Linked DNA regions of Rattus norvegicus: region 1 is linked to region 2. A link is a contact called in public Hi-C data. All regions are on one chromosome and are shown on one strand. The core of a region is the stretch at or near the end of the contact, and the rest is flanking DNA. Distances in the headings are between cores, read along the strand shown. Region 1 overlaps Gldc (glycine decarboxylase). Region 2 has its middle 19 kb from the start of Ranbp6.

What was found. Hi-C and Micro-C count contacts between places; a contact is called where the count stands out from the background.
Region 1: a Hi-C map of the A7r5 cell line shows a contact between it and region 2, with 9 times the contacts expected there. The contact joins two enhancer-like sites. A contact is called at or near these places in 5 of 12 Hi-C or Micro-C datasets (the A7r5 cell line, frontal cortex, kidney and 2 more).

What each region holds. Positions count from the first base shown.
Region 1 is chr1:237,330,814-237,335,723 of GRCr8, forward strand. Gldc (glycine decarboxylase) reads right to left here. Exons shown (of 25, transcript NM_001415944.1): 10 at 3,810-3,949; 11 at 3,209-3,289. Among named protein-coding and RNA genes, the nearest start is that of Gldc, 42 kb to the right of the region's middle. Within about 2 kb of position 3,203, at least 7 of the 93 cell types and tissues checked have an H3K27ac peak or open chromatin away from gene starts, as enhancers often do. A contact at or near this core is called in the A7r5 cell line, where this site is marked.
Region 2 is chr1:237,006,928-237,011,856 of GRCr8, forward strand. No RefSeq gene overlaps it. Among named protein-coding and RNA genes, the nearest start is that of Ranbp6, 19 kb to the left of the region's middle. Within about 2 kb of position 1,939, at least 3 of the 93 cell types and tissues checked have an H3K27ac peak or open chromatin away from gene starts, as enhancers often do. A contact at or near this core is called in the A7r5 cell line, where this site is marked.

The DNA of each region.
Region 1 (4,910 bases), core at 1,953-4,452, 330 kb after region 2:
GCATCTCATGTTGTGCTGACTGCCAACCAGGAAAGTATTTGGTTGTTACCTCATGGTAACTGTAATTGTGCTACTGTTCTGAATCATAGCGTAAATACTGGAATGCACAACCACAAAGGGGTCGTAAGCCACAGGTTGAGAACCTCTGCATTAGAGGCGCCAGGAATGTTAAGCCCAAAGGGTTGTTCCTTCAAGGGAAGAAATGCAAAACCCGTTTTCCACTAGGAAGGCTGGAGCAGGCGTACTTTCTAGCCTGGTGACTTTTGTGCTCTGTCTTTAGTATTTTTGTGGTTAGGGGTTTTTCCAGCACCAGATCATAAATTTGTTTTTCTCAATCAATCATAAATAAATCGGTTTTTCTCAGTCAGACCATAGAACTTTATGAAAATTACAGAGAGTTCTGACATAGTCTCATCTGATCTGTATTTAGCTTACTGTGTCCCTCAGACAGAGAGATATATGCTTTGTTTTGAGTGCAGGATTGAGTTAACCAACACTAGAATAGCTTTTACCAAACGGTGCTGTGCTTAAATATGCCTAAAACAGTGGTTCTCAACCTGCAGGTCAGAACCCCCGGGGTCAAAGGACTCTTTCCCAGGGGTTGCCTAATACCATCGGAAAAGGTGCACATTTACATTAAGACTCATAACAGTAGCAAAATCACAGTTATGAAGTAGCAACAAAAATAATTTTATGCTGGGTGGGGTCACCATATCACAAACTGTATTAAAGGGTCGCAGCATTAAGAGGCTTGAGAACCACTGGTCTAAAATAAATCACTCTGGGTCAGACTCCGGATGTTTGAACCAACACTGGCTACTGAGTTGCGTTGAGCCAAACTGTCTCCTTGCTTCCCTGGGTTCATCTCTCTGCTGCCGAGATGCTTACAGAAACCCTTCTAGTCTTGCAACACATTAAAAATCAAAAATATTTGAGGGGCCGACTGAGGATGATGTAAAGTTGGCACAGTGCTTCTGAAACTCGTGTGAGTTTTACCCATAGACCAGCACAGACTGGATGTGTGACATACACCTACAATCCTAGTGCTAGGGAGGTAGAGGCAAGAAGATGAACAATTCCATCTGTACAGGGCTGGAGAGGTGGCTCAGTGGTTAAGAGCGCTGGTTGCTCTCTCAGAGGACCTAAGTTCAGTTCCCAGCACCAATGTTGTGGCCTACGACCTTGTGTAAATGCAGTTCCAAGACATTGGACACCCTCTTCTGACCACGAATATTCATATGTTAAAACACTTACACATGTAAAATAAAAATAAATAAATATAAAAAAGTTGTGAAACCCTTGGCTACACTAGATCTTGACTTAAACAAGCAAGCAAACAAGAAAACCCAAAAACAAATTAAAATAAACAAACAAATAAATAAGAACATTTGAGCTATGTGAGTAACTCAGGAGCAGATCCGTTGCCTGGCCTGAGTTAAATACACCACCAAAAAGACAACAAAAAACAAACAAACAACCGAGATTTGTAAACTACAGGGTGTAGCTCATTAGTCAAGTCCTTACTTGCTGGGTGTGTGTGTGTGTGTGTGTGTGTTTCACTAGCACAACAAAATAAGTAAGCAAAAATAAAAACATCTGTTCTGTTCATCAGTGATATTATCAGGAGAGCCAAGAAGCTGTTCTAATGATGGGGAAAGTGTGTGCAGATCATACAGATTTTATATCTAGAACATCTAATCTAATACATGCCCTGTTCCTCATCCCTCCCTATGTCAACAGCATGGTGTGCTGGTTTGCCTTTGTGAACTTGACCCAAGCTAAAGTCACCTGGGAAGAGGGAATCTTTGCCTAGGAACTTCCTCCATCAGATTGGCCCTTGGCAAATCTGTGGGGCACTTTCTTGATTGAGGACTGATGCAGGAGGATGGCGTATGTTGCTGCCACACTGGGCTCATGGGCCTGGATTTTGTGAGAAACAAGCCGATAAGCAGTGTCCCTCTATGCTTTCCACCTGAGTTCCTGCCCTGCCTTTCCTCAGTGATATACTGTAACCTTCCTGCTTTTGGTTGCTTTTGGTCATAGTGTTTTTATCACAGCAGCAGAAAACAAATGGAAAGACACAGCTACCTCAAGTCATGTCAATGACTCCAGAAACATCCCTCAAATGTATATAGACCAACAATCTTGAGGAAACTCACTTTGGTGTTCTACAGGAAAGGAGTTTACCTGGTCCTATTTACTTAATAAATTTCAACGTTGGGGGACCACTGGGAAGCTTCATGGTAGTTTATAACTAGTCTCTGGAGTTGAATAATGCTCTTAATAAGTCTGGACAACCAAAGACCATCACTCAGTACTCTGAAGAGTTTATTTCAACTCCTACTGTAAAAGCTTTCTTTCACTAATTCAGTAAACAAATATTCACTGAATATTCTCAATATATATAACAAGCATATGCTCTGCTTAGACCCTGCCATGGGTCTAGAGAGCCATCTCTTTCACTTCTGTCCTACAGCATGGTAAGCCTGTGCCTCGTTCATCCCTGATGGTTGGCTATTGTGGGAACCCACTCAGTCACACAGAACAGCTTCAGTGTCTCAGGCATCTGTCTTCCTGGCCTTTATGACTGTTTCCACCAGGGTAGAATATATATCTGAACCTACCCTTCTCCTCTCACACCATCTTGATGTATCACAGCTCACGCTCACGCTCCTATCTTAAGGTAGGTAACTGACCCGAGCCCTGGTAAGAAAGAAGCTGGCCCGCTCTGCCCCTGGTTTCCTCGCAGACCATGCTGGGATTACTTCTCTGGCTCCTTACTGGACGGTATATTTAGTAGAGGCAGGAACCATGCTCAGTTCGTCATCATAACCTCAGGGTATACATTATCTGACACATATTACATCCTTGAGAATTACTCGTTAAATGAATGGGTGTCACATCCAGAATTGACAGAAACCGAGATGCAATGTCACAAATCTTTGCGTTAAAGTCAGGGTGCAGCACCACTAATAATTCACCTAGCCTGGATGTCCCGACCTGGGTAGGGTCTGTTCGCAGTGACTTTTAGTTTTCAGCAGTCACGGGAACAAGGGACAGATAGGCAGTGCCATAAATTGAACAGCAGGATGGCCATTGCCACACTTGAGCGCTTTCTAACTCATATTCAGGCCCACAAAAGGCAGAGCGGAGCCATTCTCGACACCGCACCTAATAATCATGATGAATGGAACATGTCTTTACTTACGGTGGATGACTCACAGCCAAAGATCCACAGTAAATCATCCAGATCTTTCTCAGTGACTGTTTCATCCAAAGAAATGCCAAGCTACAGAAACAAAAACCAAACGGAAGCCATCAGCTCCAAACTCCAGATCACAGGAGGAAAACTGTCCAAGACGCCAAAAGGGAGAACGTTCTGATCCTAGAACACCAGGAACTGTGAGGGGCAAGTTGACCTTTAAGGGAAAGGGACTAGACCAGTCTCAAACCTGACAAGCTTTAATTAAATTTGGCAAGACAACTGTGGACGCTAACAGTCCAGTGACTTCAGGATGCTCCCACAGGCACTAAATGTGGTTAGCGTCTTCATCCCCCAAATCTCCTTTGTTATCTGACTTAGACACTAAAGCATGAACAGTCCCCACATACAAAAACAATCGGGAAACGCTGAGCACAATTTATGCTTCTTCGAAAAGATCACAGTAGAACAGGCTAGAAATTCGAAACTGTTTACAAAAGTAGTAGACTCTGAATCCCAGTGTTTCTTTAAACAAAATGGAAGGCTCTTCATGAGAGGACTCATGGAGACACAAAGAACTGGCACAAACACTAAGCCTCTGACTCACTGTGCCGTCATCGAAGAGTCGAAAGTTGATTTGCCTCTGAGCTGCTCTGCCCAACACCTCCTTCAGTGAGCAGCCACACTGAACCTTCAAAGTGTCAAAGAACAGGTCGTGCTGGAGTTGGTGTCCCGCTCGCTTGAGACCTAGGCAAGACGGGGAACACAACCATCTCAGACAGAGCGCTGCACAATAGCCCCTAGCGTCACAGACATCAAGAGGTGACCACTGCATGTTTACCGGCCAACGATTAATGCTATGCTATAGAAAAATCATGAAATACATAGCAACAAGGGAGGAAAAGAAATTACCAGAAGACCAACCAGAAATCATTACTACCTATGTTTTCATGTACAAATTAGAAATGGGTGCAGTCTCATTGTGTCTCTTTATCTATGGCTCTCTCTCTCTCTCTCTCTCTCTCTCTCTCTCTCTCCCTCTGTGTGTGTGTGTGTGTGTGTGTGTGTGTGTGTGTGTGTATCTGTGTGCGTGATTAAAAAGGACATTATGCCTAGCACCCTATAAATTGAGAGGATGAGGCAGGAGGATTATACCAAATTTCACGTAGGTCTGGAACTTATCATGGCTCTTCTTATGCAGTCTTGTCTGTCCTGGAGCTTACCATGTAGACCAGGCTGGCCTTAACTTATGACCATCTTTCTGCCTCAATTTACCTTAACTATGATTACAGACATGAGCCACTATACAAGGTCTCATCTTTGCTTGCCTACAGATCAATTCCCACATAATTATTTTTTCAATAGCTGAATAGATTAGACGAGACACAGTGTGATTATGTGCTGTTGCGCATTTAATCTACTTCCAATAATAGTCCAAAGCTGGACTATCTATTGTAAATGAGGTTTCAATGGACAACCCTCTCACATTTATCAGGTTATTTCCTTTAGATATGTGCCTAAATAGTAGTGTAGCTAGATGATGTTTAGGCACAATTAAGTAGGGTTTTGTTTTAACAGCTAGAAGTTGTTAGTCAACTGCACTTCTCTGTGTGTACAATGTATGTGCATGTGGAGGTCAGAGGTCAGCACTGAGCACCTTCTTCAATCCCTTTCATATTTCTCTCTTTGTTTGTTTGTCTGTTTATTG
Region 2 (4,929 bases), core at 689-3,188:
GCTCATTCTGATTAATGATGGTTCATTTAAGGATACTTCTTTTAAGGGATATGTTTTATGTCCTCTGAAGAGTTTTCCCAGGTTGTTGTAGATAGATAGATATCCATGGAATTTAATATTTCTGAAGCATTAATAAAAATAGTTTAAAAAAACCTATGAAATTTTCTATCCATACAAAGGGGTAAAATCCCTTTCAAGTGATCTTTCTTAGTATTCAGAAAAGTCTTGCTTTAATTGTAAAAGGATATATATAAATAAATAACATATATATATATATAAATTTATGTGTGTAGTTGTTTTGCTTAAATGTATGTTTGTGCATTATTTGCTTGAAGAGCCCACAGAGACATTAGATCCCCAAGAACCAGAGTTATAGATGGTTGTAAGCTGCCATGTGGATTCAGGCCATCAAATCTGGGTCCTCAGAGATAGGAGCCAGTGCTCTTAAACTGAGCCATTTCAGCAGCTCCAGGAAAGCTCCCAGTTTTAAAGATTTTGCACAGTAAGATAAAGAAGGTATTTCTATTTTCAAGTTACACAAGGCCAAGTTACAACAATCACAACTTATTCTGTTATACATGCATGGTACTCTCTTCTCTTAAATAAAAGAAATGATTTATTAATGGTAAAGCGATGCATTTCCTTTAAACCAAAATTTACTTATAACCCTACTAATGATTCAGTCAGTTATCTCATTGGAAAACTGAATGTTTTCCCTTCCACATTCTAGCTATCCTTGAGGCTCTGCCAAGAGATGGAATTTGGAATAAGGACGATATGACTTACAGGCAGCCAGAGGCCTGAGTGTCACACTTCTGGCCACCAAGGACTGTGGTGAAGAAGAGAGAGGGCCTTGCTGCACATCACACTTGGGCTGTAGAAGGAGCTGTCACATCAACCATGGGCAGCCTCTGCATAGTGTGGGACACTGCTTACACCTCCTTTGATGCTTTGGCTGTTAGGTGCTGAGGATGGAAACCTGTGCTAGATTCCTCAAAGGCTGTGAGGAGTTTAAATGCAAGCCGTGAAGCTGGGACTGGGAGAATGTGTGGATACCCAGGGATGCTGTGGTCCTAAGCAAGAGAAGGTCGGGAGAGAACCAGATATCACTAGACTATCATGGGGCCAAATGCCTCAAACCATTTCAGACTCAGTAAATGCTTGAAGTTATACCAGGAAGCTGAGATTTTATCTGTGGGCTCCCTTGTCTTCTGGGACATTTTTTTTTTTTTTTAGGAGAGCACGAGTGTGCCGTCTATTTGTTCTGTCTCGTCAGTCATGTTTAGGATTTAGTTAGTGCTTCCTTAGACAGTGAGCTAAAGCTGCAGAGTTAAACAAGAACATCAGAAGATTCTGCCTGGTCCCCTTTTCACTCTGGACTATGTTTTGTGTGTCAACTTGACACAAGCTGGAGTTATCACAGAAAAAGGAGCCTCAGTTGTGAAAATGCCTTCATGAGATCCAGCTGTAAGGCATTTTCTCAACTAGTGGTCAAGGGGGGAGGACCTGGCCCATTGTGGGTGGTGCCGTCCCTGGGCTGGTGGTCTTGGGTTCTTCTATAAGAGAGCAAACTGACCAAGCCAGGGGAAGTGAGCCAGTAAGTAATATCCCTCCATGGCCTCTGCATCAACTCCTGCTTTCTGACCTGCTTGAATTCCAGTCCTGACTTCCTTTGGTAATGAAACAGCAATGTGGAAGTGTAAGCTGAATAAACCCTTTCCTCCCCAACTTGCTTCCTGGTCATGTTTGTGCAGGAATAGAAACCCTGACTAAGACACTGCCTTCACACCTCGGATGTTTACCTTGACTCAGAAGGAATATGTTTCTACTTCATTCACATCATTATTGTTGGTGTTGCTATTGTACATATCCAGATTTCTCAGAATGCAGAGTGAGGAGAGGACCACAAATAGCAGGAATAGTGTTGACTCAGGCAGAAAGCCTGTGGCCCTGCGGCATGAGCATCATAGTTACCTTAACTCCTCTGGCATTTAGGGCGGTGGCTGTGGTGAGCCCAGGACAGTTAGTTAACTTTCACCCACAGTCACCCTGTGCATTTCTTTGCCCTTATGGCCTCAGAGTCCGACTTCTGGTCCTCCCTCCAACAGTCTTTGAGTAACAGCTAGCCTTTAATGAGTTTCCTTGTTACCTCCTCCTCCTCCCCTTTCCTCTTCTCCCTCTTCTTCCTCCTGTTCCTACTCCTCCACCTCCTCCTCTTCCTCCTTCCTTAAACCCTTAGTTCTGTTGTTGGTTGCTAAGTTCCCTAGCAATACACTTCTGAAAGGCAAATTCAAGGTTCATGTCAGCCAAATCCCTACTTACATGCATTAATACTCTAGAATTTTCACTTGCTGACTTGCTGACTTCTGCTTCAAATCTATAAATTTAAACACACACATAATATTTTACACAAAGCTTTCCTTTTATGAAGAAAAACCAGAGTGCTAACTGAATGATATCATCCAATCATATCATAGTGAAAGTGACCCTTCAGGGCACCCATAGACTGTGCCTCAGCTTCACAATGAAGTTCAATGACAGTATGATAGCTTTCCTTTGTTCCCTTGTTTGTAATCTCTTCTTTGGTTCTTTTTTTAAAAAAGATTTTATTTATTTACTGTATGTATGTGAGTACACTGTCACTGTCTTCAGACACACCAGAAGAGGGCATCAGATCTCATTACAGATGGTTGTGAGCCACCATGTGGTTGCTGGGAATTGAACTCAGGACCTCTGGAAGAGCAGACAGTGCTCTTAACCACTGAGCCATCTCTCCAGCCCCCTCTTTGGTTCTTAAAGACAGACATTTCTAAAGTAACATTTAAATATGGGTGTATATAAGATTAAGTTTCAACTATGCTCCTAACGTAAAGTCTTGACCATTAGAAATGCCATTTATGGTCAGAACCAGATATGCCGGATCTGACCTGATCTCCCTTCTTCAGTGTCTTCTGGAAATGTTTTTAACTTTTACAGTATCAACAACCATCTCTGGCCAGACATTCTGTGCAGAGGGAAACCCATGGTGACTCTGTGCTCTTTTAGGATTCAAGAGACATTAATTTTGAGCATAGGCAGTATTATCTGGATTTGACCTCTTGGGGAATATTCTGAAGTTTTTCCTTTCCCAGAACTGCTTTTAGAAATGACATTGTGAACATTAATTAGCCAGTAACCTATTCTCGTTAATAGTAATTTACATGCGCAATAAACTATAGCCCTCGTGAGCACCGGAGACGGACACACTAATCCCTTTGGAGTAGCACATGGGCGTCAGGGTGTCTTCGTTTCTTTTCCTGTTGCTGCGATTAAGTACTCTGACAAGAGCAGCCCAAGGAAGGGAGGGTTTATTTGGGTTCCCAGATTAAGATGGGGAAGTCAAGACCTCAGGCGGTTGAGGTCACATGACCCGTGGCTGGGGTGCAGAGCGTGATGAGTGAGTCTCTTACTTTCTGTTTCATACAGCCCAGCCCTACCCTGCGAATGGTACCTCAGGGGGCAAGTCCTTCCATCTCAACATAACCGAGGCGTGCCCAGGGATTCTAGATTCTGACAAGTAGGCAACAGTAACCCTCATGATGCCATCTCTATTTCTGTCCCAGTTTCTCTTCCTGTTGCTGTAATAAATTACCATGGAAAAAAGCAACGTCGGAAGAAAGGGTTTATTTCGGGCTCCCAGCTTCACCACGGCAAGGAAGTTAAGGCAGCAAGGCTTTAAGCTGGTCGTATATTTTTGTCTGCAGTCAACATGGAACAAGGAGGGAGTCCTGCATTCTGTAACTGTTCTAACCCCAGATCTCAAGCGCTTCCACATTCCAGCTACAAAATGGCTCCAATGGCCTGAGAGCCAACCACACTGTCAGATTTATCACAGCAACAGCCTCACTTCTGGGTACCAATGCCAGTCTAGATTTCTTTTCCTGTTTCTGTGATAAAATGTCTCTGACAAAACCATTTAAAGAAGAAAGGGGTCATTTTAGTTCATAGTTCCAAAGTCTGGTCCATCATGATGGGGGAGTCAAGGCCATAGGAGCTTGAAGAGGTTTGTCACATCCACCCGGGATTAGGAAGCAGGGAGGGAGGGGTGCTTCTGCTCTGCTAATGTTCTTTATGTTGTACGTTCTAGAATCCCAGCACTGGGAATGGGTGCCACCCACATTAGTGGACTGCCACACTCAATTTCAACATAATCAAAGTGATTCCCCACAGGCATGGTCAGAGACCTTTCTCCAGGGTGATTCTGTTAACACTAACAATTACACAAGGCATAAGAAAATAAGTCAGAAACTAACCTTTGCAGGAAATCGGAGGGTCATACTGCTGTATTATGTTTTACTTCTTACAGGCTATCAATTTTAAGTGATAATTCTTGATGAAAAAATCTCAATGAAGAAGTCTAATAAGACTATTTACATTTGGGAATCTATCTGGATGCGATAAATGACCCCAATTCAGCATCTTTCACTCTGTCGCTGCTTAACTTAAATTACGGATGCTTCCCTCATTAAAAGGGGGATCAAAAATATCCATAGGAGGGGATATGGAGGCAAAGTTTAGAGACTGAAGGAACAGCCATTCAGAGCCTGCCCCACATGTGGCCCATATGTATATACAGCCACCAAAACTAGGTAAGATTGATGAAGCTAAGAAGTGCATGTTGACAGGAACCAGATATAGATGTCTCCTGAGAGACACAGCCAGCGCATGTCAAATACAGAGGAGAATGCTAGCAGCAAACCACTGACTGAGAATGAGACCCCTGCTGGAGGAATTAGAGAAAGGACTGAAAGAGCTGAAGGGGCTTGAGACCCCATAAGAACAACAATGCCAACCAACCAGAGCTCCCAGAAACTAAACCACTACCCAAAGACTATACATGGACTGACCCGTGGCTCCAACTGCATATGTAGCAGAAGATGGCCTTGTTGG